Linked DNA regions of Hordeum vulgare: regions 2 and 3 are each linked to region 1. The links are chromatin contacts, called in public Hi-C maps. All regions are on one chromosome and are shown on one strand. The core of a region is the stretch at or near the end of the contact, and the rest is flanking DNA. Distances in the headings are between cores, read along the strand shown. Region 1 holds the start of LOC123425450 (eukaryotic translation initiation factor 5A-like). Region 2 holds the start of LOC123425442 (protein CHROMATIN REMODELING 35-like). Region 3 has its middle 11 kb from the start of LOC123425444.

Region 1 (3,134 bases), core at 180-2,679:
TTGAGGTAGAAACCTCCACCACCTGTAGCACAAAATCACATAAGAGACTCGAAAATCAATGGGAAAAAAGCACCACATAATTGCAGGCATAAGCCTTGATACTGTCTAATCACAGTGATAGCGATAAGAACTTACAGGAAAGAACAGGTGGAGAGATGTGTACTAAAAAGGTAAGAACAACAATCACCATGAGTACCTCACATAGTGCACAACATGCTAGATAAACATGGATAAATTAGTTTTAGCTTTTGAGTCAATTAACTGTTTGTCCCTTCCGAATTTCAAGAAACAGAACAAATTTATGATCGAGGATTTCTTTGGAGAAGTCAAGGCAAAAGATTGAGAAAGAAAGGTATTGCTTCCTCCAGTAGGTCTATGTACATGCAGGAAGCTTTAAATCTCAATCATATTCAATCCAAACATGTCGACAGTGCCTATTACACTTCGATTCCAATCTTAATTTTCCGACGTGTTATAGCTAAATCACCGACTGTACAGATATATAGTTTAAATAGCCTGAGTGGAAATCCCTTTTTGGTTACCAAACTACTCCCTCCGTCCCAAAATAAGTGTCTCAACTTTAGTTCGTTGAGACACTTATTTTGGGACGGAAGGAGTATTTCATTGTACCCCACAAAATACTAGGAAAATATTATTAATATTACAGGAATAATGGACGTTAGCAATTTTAGTTGTATAATATCCCATCACATGACTTCTGTTTGGATATCATCTAGCCACGTCTTCCCCTGTTTCAAGCCCCTCCTAATTAATCGTGCACAGTACATGGTCAAAATAGCTCCCCTCCCCTATAAATAACAACTCCACCCTTTTCCTTGGGCTTATATACTGCCAATCAGTCAATCCACAGTGATACGGAATCCATCCTACGACAACTCTCAAACAGAAAATAGCAGCATCCGGGGATAACAACATCAGTATTCCATCATAGCACGGCGGCCATGAACAACAGCATCGGAATTTCCGATCACACACAAACAAACCATCCAACCGGGATCAGAGGCAAATACGTACCTTGCAGGGGCGGTTCTTGATGACGAGGTAGCCGCCCTTCCGGATGGCGCCGGCCTGCATAGGGTAGGTCTTGGACGCCCCGGCATCGGCCTTGGACTCGAACTGGTGGTCCTCGGAGTCCGACATGGCGACCTTAGTTACTAATTAGCTACTCCCCCTGAACAAACCAAATCCAAGCAACGAGATTAAGGCTTCGAAGCTCCAAATCAAAGAATCCTTGGCCACTATGACACCCGAACTGCCAGAATAGGAACTGAATCCCGCGAGTTCACCTGGGCTGGATGGATCACGACGCGCGAGGAGGAGAGAGGGAGGGGCGCTGATGATGATAAGTGATAAGCTCGCGCCGAATCCTAGGGTTCGAGCGCATTTATAGCGCTAACAGCGCGTGCTCCGGCCACACCCACCTGCCTACCTCTGCTGATTGGACCGACCTGTGAGGATGACGGTGGGGCCGGAGAAGGTGCGGGCCCGCATCTCGGCGGAAGAGGGGCTTTTGTCGATGGGTGGAGGGAGAGATCGGGGCCGTCGGTTTGGTCGGGGGGGGTGGCAACAGGTGTACGGCTGCGGAAGGCAGGGCATCTCTTCGCGTTCGAACCACGCCATGGGGCGGCTCGAGCATCTTTCTCTCTGTTCTTTTCTTCTGCCTTTCTATGGCTTCTTTTCGCTGATCGGTGATCAGAAAACTCAAGTCAAATATCTGATTCCGATAGGATAGGGATTCCTTGCGAGGACGTCACGGTGCACTATATTGGGATGACTGTTGTGTTGAATTGCCTATTTGCTTAGTATTACCTCTGTTTAAAAGGCACAATTAAATTTATGTGCATTTTCATAATAGACAAGGTTTAAGACTCATTGCATTCACTTCTAACAGTTAATTAGTACTTCAAGTCCGGCACACGTATTTAGATCATCAATTTGATTAATTTAATAAGAGACATATATAACAAAAAATGTATCATTAGAAACTTTAGATGTTCTATTTTCTAATGATATAATTTTTATGTTAAACAATATATTTTATATAAGTTAAATTGACGATCGAGGTACACGTACATGCCTTCTAAACTGTGACGGAGAAAGTACTTTTATATGCATGTGTAGTGTGAATGTTATTTTTTACCCCATCTCACAGCCACTCAATAGCCACGTAGGTTCAATAGAATTTTCAAACACGCCTTTTAAACCGTGACGGAGGGAGTACTTTCTTCGTAAGTTAATATAAAAAGGGGGAAAAGATAACGTCCACACGCATTGATCTGCGTTCATTTATGCTTTGCATTAATTTTGGCATTTTTGGCATTCTTTTTAGGCCATGTAGAACTGAGCTCGTGTGTGGGTATTTAGCCACTTCGCCCACACGCCCGTTTTTTTAGGAGGAATCTTTTTGATTTTTGGCTTTAAAATGGTTTATTTTCTAATTAAAAATCTGTTTTTAACATTAAATCCGTCTCGACATGATCTTTAAAAGATATCATGTTGATATATTTTGATGGAAAAAAAATCAGTCAACAGTCGCCATGATGTTACAGTGTAGTTGTCATAGTGTTTACACCACACTTCTCATGACATATTTTATCTATTTTTTCTTCTAGATTTAAAGCTATCGTTATATTTTCAACTATTTTTTACGACAATTTTTTATTAATTAACCATGATAATTTTTAGTAATTAACCACGGCAAATTTAATGTATGGATCATGGCAATTTTTAGTAATCCATCACGGCAAATTGAGTTTATAGATCATGGCAATTTTAGAATTTTAACCATGATCGATGAAAAACAAATTGACCAAAAGTTGTCATGATGTTTATATTCTAGTTGCCATAATGTTTACACTAAAGTTGTCATGACATGTTCTACCTATTTTTTTCTTTTAGATTTAAAGCTATCGCTATTTTTTTAACTATTTTTGACGGCAATTTTTATTAATTCACCATAACAATTTTTTTCATCATGGTAATTTTAGTTTATTGTTCATGGCAAGTCTTTGTTTCTTAATTCCCTGTTTTAGAATATGTCAAAATTTAGTTTTAAATGCAGAAGAAAAAATAGGTGAAACATATCATAACAACTTTAGCGTAAACACCATGGC
Region 2 (3,134 bases), core at 423-2,922, 590 kb after region 1:
AAAAAGGAAGTAGGAAGTAGAAGTGTAGGAGACAGGGGGGATAAGTGGAGACTAGGATGCGGGAATACGTGCCTGTAATCGTGGCATGACAGGAGGGTTCAGAAATTGTTGTGCAAAACTAAGCTTGCGCCTTCTTTCACTGAAGAGCGGAAGAAGAAGAAAATATACGCCGTGATTTCAGGAACAGAGCATGCATAAAGCTAGTAGCCATACAGGCACACTGGCAAAACCATCTACGGTATGCATTAGTACAAACTCAGAAACTGCTCTTTGCTTCTAATCATGCTCAGAATGCCCAGCCAAAAGAGCGACTAAAGAAAAGAAAAACACAAAGGCGTAGCCAACAAGCAAGGTGAGGCCAAATAACCTAAACTTCAATGTTAAATGGATGGATTTAGTGGCAATCAACTTCTCCCCAAACCCTAGCTCTCAAGCTAAACAAAAGAAATCCAAAAAACAGCAACTTCAGGCTCCAAAACAGGCTTAAAATGGTACTTGCAGAGAAGACCACAAATGTCACTAACTGTAAGCACACACCATGCCCAAGCAAAAGCTTTTGTACTGAGAGTCACAATGAGTTCCCAAGTGGTAAATTGGGATGCTAACATCATTTCAGTACTCCATGCAAATTATAAGCTTCTTCGAACGAGATCAAATTCAGGTGGGGAGCTCCACCCACCCACCCTGTGACTTTTAATTTTTTTACAAATTATAAGCATACACCATTCTTTATGGTTTGGCACAACAGTAAAGCATTGATTTAGGGTGCATGACTCATACAGGAAACGGAAACTAAGCAGAATAGGTACTCCCTCTGTCTAGATTTGTTTATTCTGGGTCAAAGTTTGACCATCTATATAACTAGCAAAATATGATCTACGTATTTGTTACAAAAAATACATTATTGGATTTGTATTGGAAAGAGGATTCCCGTGGTATAATTTTTGTGACATATACTCCAGTTAATATTACCTCCATCCCAACTTGCTTGTATTAGATTTTTCTAGATACGGATGTAACACTAAAATGTGTCTAGATACTTTTTTGTTGCCATCCGGCACGGGGAACATTTGAGCTATGAAATGAGCATTTGGGCTCCAAACATGTGAAGCGCAAACTATTCAACCAAATATTAAATCCCTTTTATTTATACAAAAAAGGTTATTAAATCCCTTCGAATAGTGAATCTTTATTTTGCTGTCCAAACCTGGAGACCCTGTGAAAAATGGTGACACGCAATCTTCTCACCCCCGTCCAACCCTGACAAAATCCCAGACCGCCATGAATCCCAATCAATCTAGCCCAACCCCTCTTCCCAACGTACAACGCGAACGCAAATGCAGCACCGGCCCTATTTATGCCGACGCAAATGCCCCCACCGGTCGCGCGCGCGAGACCAGGCCCGATACCACCGGCGCAGGCGTGGCAGAGAACCCACCACGGCGGGATCACGTCACGTCCAGGGAGAGGAGGAGGCAGAGGAGGAGGATGCTCACCAGAGGGCGCCGCCTCGCCGGGGGCGACGTCCATGGCCGCTGACGGCGGCGAAGCGCGGCACTGTGGTTTTTGGAGCGGGGCGGAGAGGAGGAGAGGACTGGGGAAAGCGGCGGGTGGCGCCACGGTCTCCTTGCTCCGCCGCATTGGTTTCCCCGTTGCATAAAAAGGTTCAGTAAACGTTGCATAAAAAGGTTCAGTTCGATGGGGCCGCACATTCTGTGTGTGAGGTACTCCCGCGCCTTGATTTCGGTGGCTGGTACGTGGGCCCACCACCTGGCGGGTCCACATGTCAGTTACAAACAGTCACTTTCAGTGAGTGAGAAGAGCCAAGCATAGTTGAATGGTTTGGTGGGTGGTCCCATCATGATTAAACCTCATTAATGCGGGTTATTATTTACTGTGAGGTGACGTATCTGTCAATATCAACACGCCAGCGGTGATTTCGTTTGGTGGTAAGAGTCGTGTTTTAATGATTTACTGTATCATTAATATGGATTATTCTTTTATTGAAAGGCCATATTGTAAATTTTAATGTTCTATTAAGGTCCTGTTTGGGACCATTTAAATTATATAATCTAGTTTTTATAATCTATTATGTCTTCAAACATGGCAGATTATGGTGTAGATTATAAAAACTAGATGGACAAACTATTAAAAACTCACAATCTACTCTACCCCAGCTAAAATTAGATTATGGATTGCAAATGACCCATTACCCTTGTAAAGTTGGAGATAATTACATTCCTGCCACCACCACACCCTCTTTTTTTTAAACAAAGGACAGTCAGGTCATTATGCAATGTAAAACCTGGATTACAGTTTATATAATCTGGCCTCCAAACATGCCCAACTAGATTATTCTTATAAACCAGATTATATAATCTATCTTCATAATCCAGATTATCATAATCTATTGTGGTTCCAAACAAGGCCTAATATGAATTATTTTTTATCATGAGGCACCGTTTTGTATTAGTGAGGTCTTAGTGATGATTTCTTTGATCTTAATAAATTTCTTTACACGACTCCAATCTAGTGTTTTTGATGATTTGATGTCTCGTTAATGCATTATAAAATTATCAGGAGGTCATATTGGTTATCGAAGCTTTGTGATTCTAGTCTTTAGTAGTTGTTGTGTGTGTGTCTACGTTGTACTCGATGTTTCTTACAAAGATGTGACAATACTTTTGACAGAAATGGGATGCATGCCCTTGTACTTTGTGTGATACCATCTTATGCGCACTTATGGTCATAGGACAAGGGTAGGTTTAGATCACAGTTTAAGAAAATAGACCGATAATTAAATCATAAATTTTATTGGATCCGATTTTCACCTGTTAGGTTGTTGATTCGCTATCAGATTTTTAACCACAAAATAAATGTATTAAGCAATAATGTATGCCAACATAATAGTAAAACATGGTTCAATAACATTGTTTCATTATCTTGGACAGCAAACAAGGTGGGCGAGATAGTTATTGGGCCTAGGTTGGGCTTTGGTTTTGGTATTTCTTGGATCATTGGTTTTGGTATTTCCAATAAGGTCACTTGTTGAGCCCTCGATTCGCCATTTGACTTTTAGATTAATTAACACAAAATAATATTTTATTAAGAAAAGCACATTGCTTCCTTCTTGA
Region 3 (3,134 bases), core at 256-2,755, 550 kb after region 1:
GCATATATCTTCTAAATCGTAACTCCAAATTTAACATATTATATATGAAATTTGATTAAAAAAATATGTAGAATTTGAATATGATGTTATTTTACATGTTAAACATTTAATAAAAAATATCTAGGATGCAATTTTAATAAATATTTCGTTATTCATCTTTCTTTCATAGCGGTACTAATCCCGATTGAGAATGAACACGTCAACAAAATCTGAATTAGAGATGAAATTGAAGGTCACTTGCCCGTTTCTTTATATGTAATAAATTTACATGCAAGCCATGTTAAAATAGAGGACCTGTGGAATCTTGAACTAAACTTTTATAGGGTAAGACTGTATCTGTTTTTGCCGTAACTACGAAGATTCAGATTATAGACCATTTTTTAATTAAGAGCGTATGTTTTTTTTCTCCCGTTGCAACGTACAAGCCCATTTGCTAGTTATGTATTATGAAGATAGTATCATATAATAGTATCATATACATACTATTATATGATAATCTTTACCATGGCCAGCCTCAAAGCGGTATTGCAGAATGCAGACTGATAGCGTAGGGTCATAGCCATTCTGGCACTATCGGGAGACACAATGGGTCGTCTCGGTCATTACATGGGGAAAAAATCGTGGAAGACGTGAAGGAGCTTACTCGGGGAAGAACAGAACTGATAGCTGCATATTGTAACATTGTTAACTGATCAATAAAGTTCCCTATCTTTTCAACCAGAAAAAAAGGACAAGGCCACACGGGGGCGCTATGCTGACAAAGAAATGCCCCTGTTAATCATGTAATTCCATTATAGCTTGCTGACTTGTAACATCCTGATTTTTGTTAATCATGTAATCACAACATAATACTACTTCCTCTGTTTTTAAATATAATTTTTTTACGGATTGCACTATGAACTATATACGAAGTAAAATGAATGAATTCATACTCTAGAATATGTTTATGTACATCCGTATGTAGTTTATAGTAAAATCTTTAAAAAGATTATATTTAGGAACGGATGGAGTATTATGTTATTTTGTATTATTAGTTGCTCAAATTAATTCCAAGTCGTTCGGAATTACTTAAGCATATGGGAGAGGAAAATAATTTTGTAATATCCTGATTTGTGTAATTCGTTTGTAGTATTTTATTTAAATTTTTCCTGTCTATTTTCTTACATAGACTTCTTGGATTATTTTGGAAGCCTTTTGGATATTTTTTTTGCAATCCTATTAAAAATTCAATAATATTATGTTGAGTTTTCTCTCTCTTTCCTTTCTTTGGTCCTTGGACCATAACGTGCTTAGCCTTTACATTGGTTAGTCTTTTTTTGAGGGAACTGATTTGACATTGGTTAGTCTAACTCACTAATGTTCTAACCCACTCACTTTCATGTATATGCACCGGACCATCCTTTCTCCATTTTCTTTTCATTCTTTCTAATCTTTCCAGCGACAAGGCCCAAGGCCCAGCAAGGAGCGCCAGGCCGCTCGGCCCAGCTGAGCAGCGAACAGCCGCTAGGCTCTTCTTCCACCTCGGGCACGCACGCACGCACGCACACTTACAGGAAGAACAGAAACGCCATGGCAGCACATTTTCTCCCCTTTCCTCATCAATTCCTTCACCGTTTCATTTTATCATTAACACAGACATTATTCCCCATGACTCAACGGATCCATTCAGTCTGTTTGTTCCTCCTTTAATTGACTCAATGCGATTAAAGAAACTGACGAACTTAAAGGCCGGCCGTTAGCATTTGTCCATTGATCTCCCTCCTCCGGCCATGATTCTCCAGACCGTTCGCGTCAAAGTGTGCGCCAAGACCTCCTCTATAAATACCCATGGTCTCGTAGTTCAATTCCTTTCGAAGCACTTGCAATCCTTTCCGCAACACAGCCTCATCTTCGCTGTTTTTTAGCCTACCGTCGCCGCAGGTGAGCATTCCGTATAGATTCCTTCCACCAGCCGAACCTATTCACCGAATACAACAACCTAGACATCATTTCCCAGCCGTTTATCGTTGTTGGCCACGCGCACAACGGAGCTTTGTCGCTGCCACCACTTGGGGTCGACGCCGTCACCCGAGGCCCCGTCCACCGAGTCCATCTGTGTCATGGAGTTCCCTCGTCACTATGGACATCACACACCACAATCTCTTCATCACCGGAGTTCAACGACAACGATGCTCACCAGCGCTCGTCCGCGTCAACATCAACGCTTCCATCTCCCACGACTATCCGATGACCCAAATAAACAAGCCTAAACCTATAGACCGATTTTGATGATACTAGGAACGAATGGATGATTTTATTTTCATTTGAGTGACTTTTAATTTGTGTTAGTTTTTTGTTATGGCAAGTGCATGTGATGTTTTATGCAATGTAAATCATGCAAAATTATTTGTGTTCCATTTTATCATGTTCGTACCATGCTTAGGTATGTCCTAATTATTTTGTGATTTTACAATTATTTAGAATGTCGTAGAATTAGTTTGCCCTCTATTAAAATAGTGTTGTATGATAACATGGTTTGGTGTTTCTTGTATTATACATAGACGTAATATATGCATGCTTATTTTTTGATATTTTAGATTGCTATGTGTAAAAAAAATTATGTTTGATCTAAGCTTAGTTCAATTCCTATAGGATTGTATAATTGTTGTTTAATTATGTTGGGTCTAGATTATGTTAATATTATTACGTATTATATTTGATGGTTGTTACTCTCGAGTATTTTGTTACATAACTTATTCCTGGCTTGCCTAGTATATCATTGATACTTTGCTTACATATGTGTTCATATTATTTTATCTATATGTCACATGATTTGAGCCTATCATGTTTTAGCAATGTTTTAGGATCATGTGTCATATGATGTTTTGTAGCTTATCTAGGTTGTTTATGAATTTAGTTAGCTTGGTTGAATTTTACGATGCTTGTTGTCGAAGCAATAGTTGACGTGGTTAAATATTTTGTTTCTCATGCCATGATGAACCATGTCATTCAAATGCATAGAATAGATTATTATTCTTGGGTTCATGCCATGCGGTTAATTATTATATATTTTCCTTTAGTTAGCATGAGGTGTATATAGTGGGCACTATGAGTTTAGTTAGCTAAGACGATTTAGAACGTTAGTTGTGGTGGCC

What was found. A called contact is a pair of places that touch in the nucleus more often than the background predicts.
Region 2: a Hi-C map of seedling shows a contact between it and region 1, with 3 times the contacts expected there. The contact joins the promoter of LOC123425442 here to the promoter of LOC123425450 in region 1. A contact is called at or near these places in 2 of 6 Hi-C or Micro-C datasets (leaf and seedling).
Region 3: a Hi-C map of leaf shows a contact between it and region 1, with 2.8 times the contacts expected there. The contact joins the enhancer-like site here to the promoter of LOC123425450 in region 1. A contact is called at or near these places in 2 of 6 Hi-C or Micro-C datasets (leaf and seedling).

What each region holds. Positions count from the first base shown.
Region 1 is chr2H:118,152,455-118,155,588 of MorexV3_pseudomolecules_assembly, reverse strand. LOC123425450 (eukaryotic translation initiation factor 5A-like) reads right to left here and starts at 1,429. Exons shown (of 6, transcript XM_045109155.1): 1 at 1,308-1,429; 2 at 1,036-1,192; 3 at 1-22. The coding sequence starts at 1,161.
Region 2 is chr2H:117,559,393-117,562,526 of MorexV3_pseudomolecules_assembly, reverse strand. LOC123425442 (protein CHROMATIN REMODELING 35-like) reads right to left here and starts at 1,672. Exons shown (of 6, transcript XM_045109145.1): 1 at 1,497-1,672. The coding sequence starts at 1,641.
Region 3 is chr2H:117,605,607-117,608,740 of MorexV3_pseudomolecules_assembly, reverse strand. No RefSeq gene overlaps it. Among protein-coding and RNA genes, the nearest start is that of LOC123425444, 11 kb to the left of the region's middle. Within about 2 kb of position 1,505, at least 3 of the 3 cell types and tissues checked have open chromatin away from gene starts, as enhancers often do. A contact at or near this core is called in leaf and seedling, where this site is marked.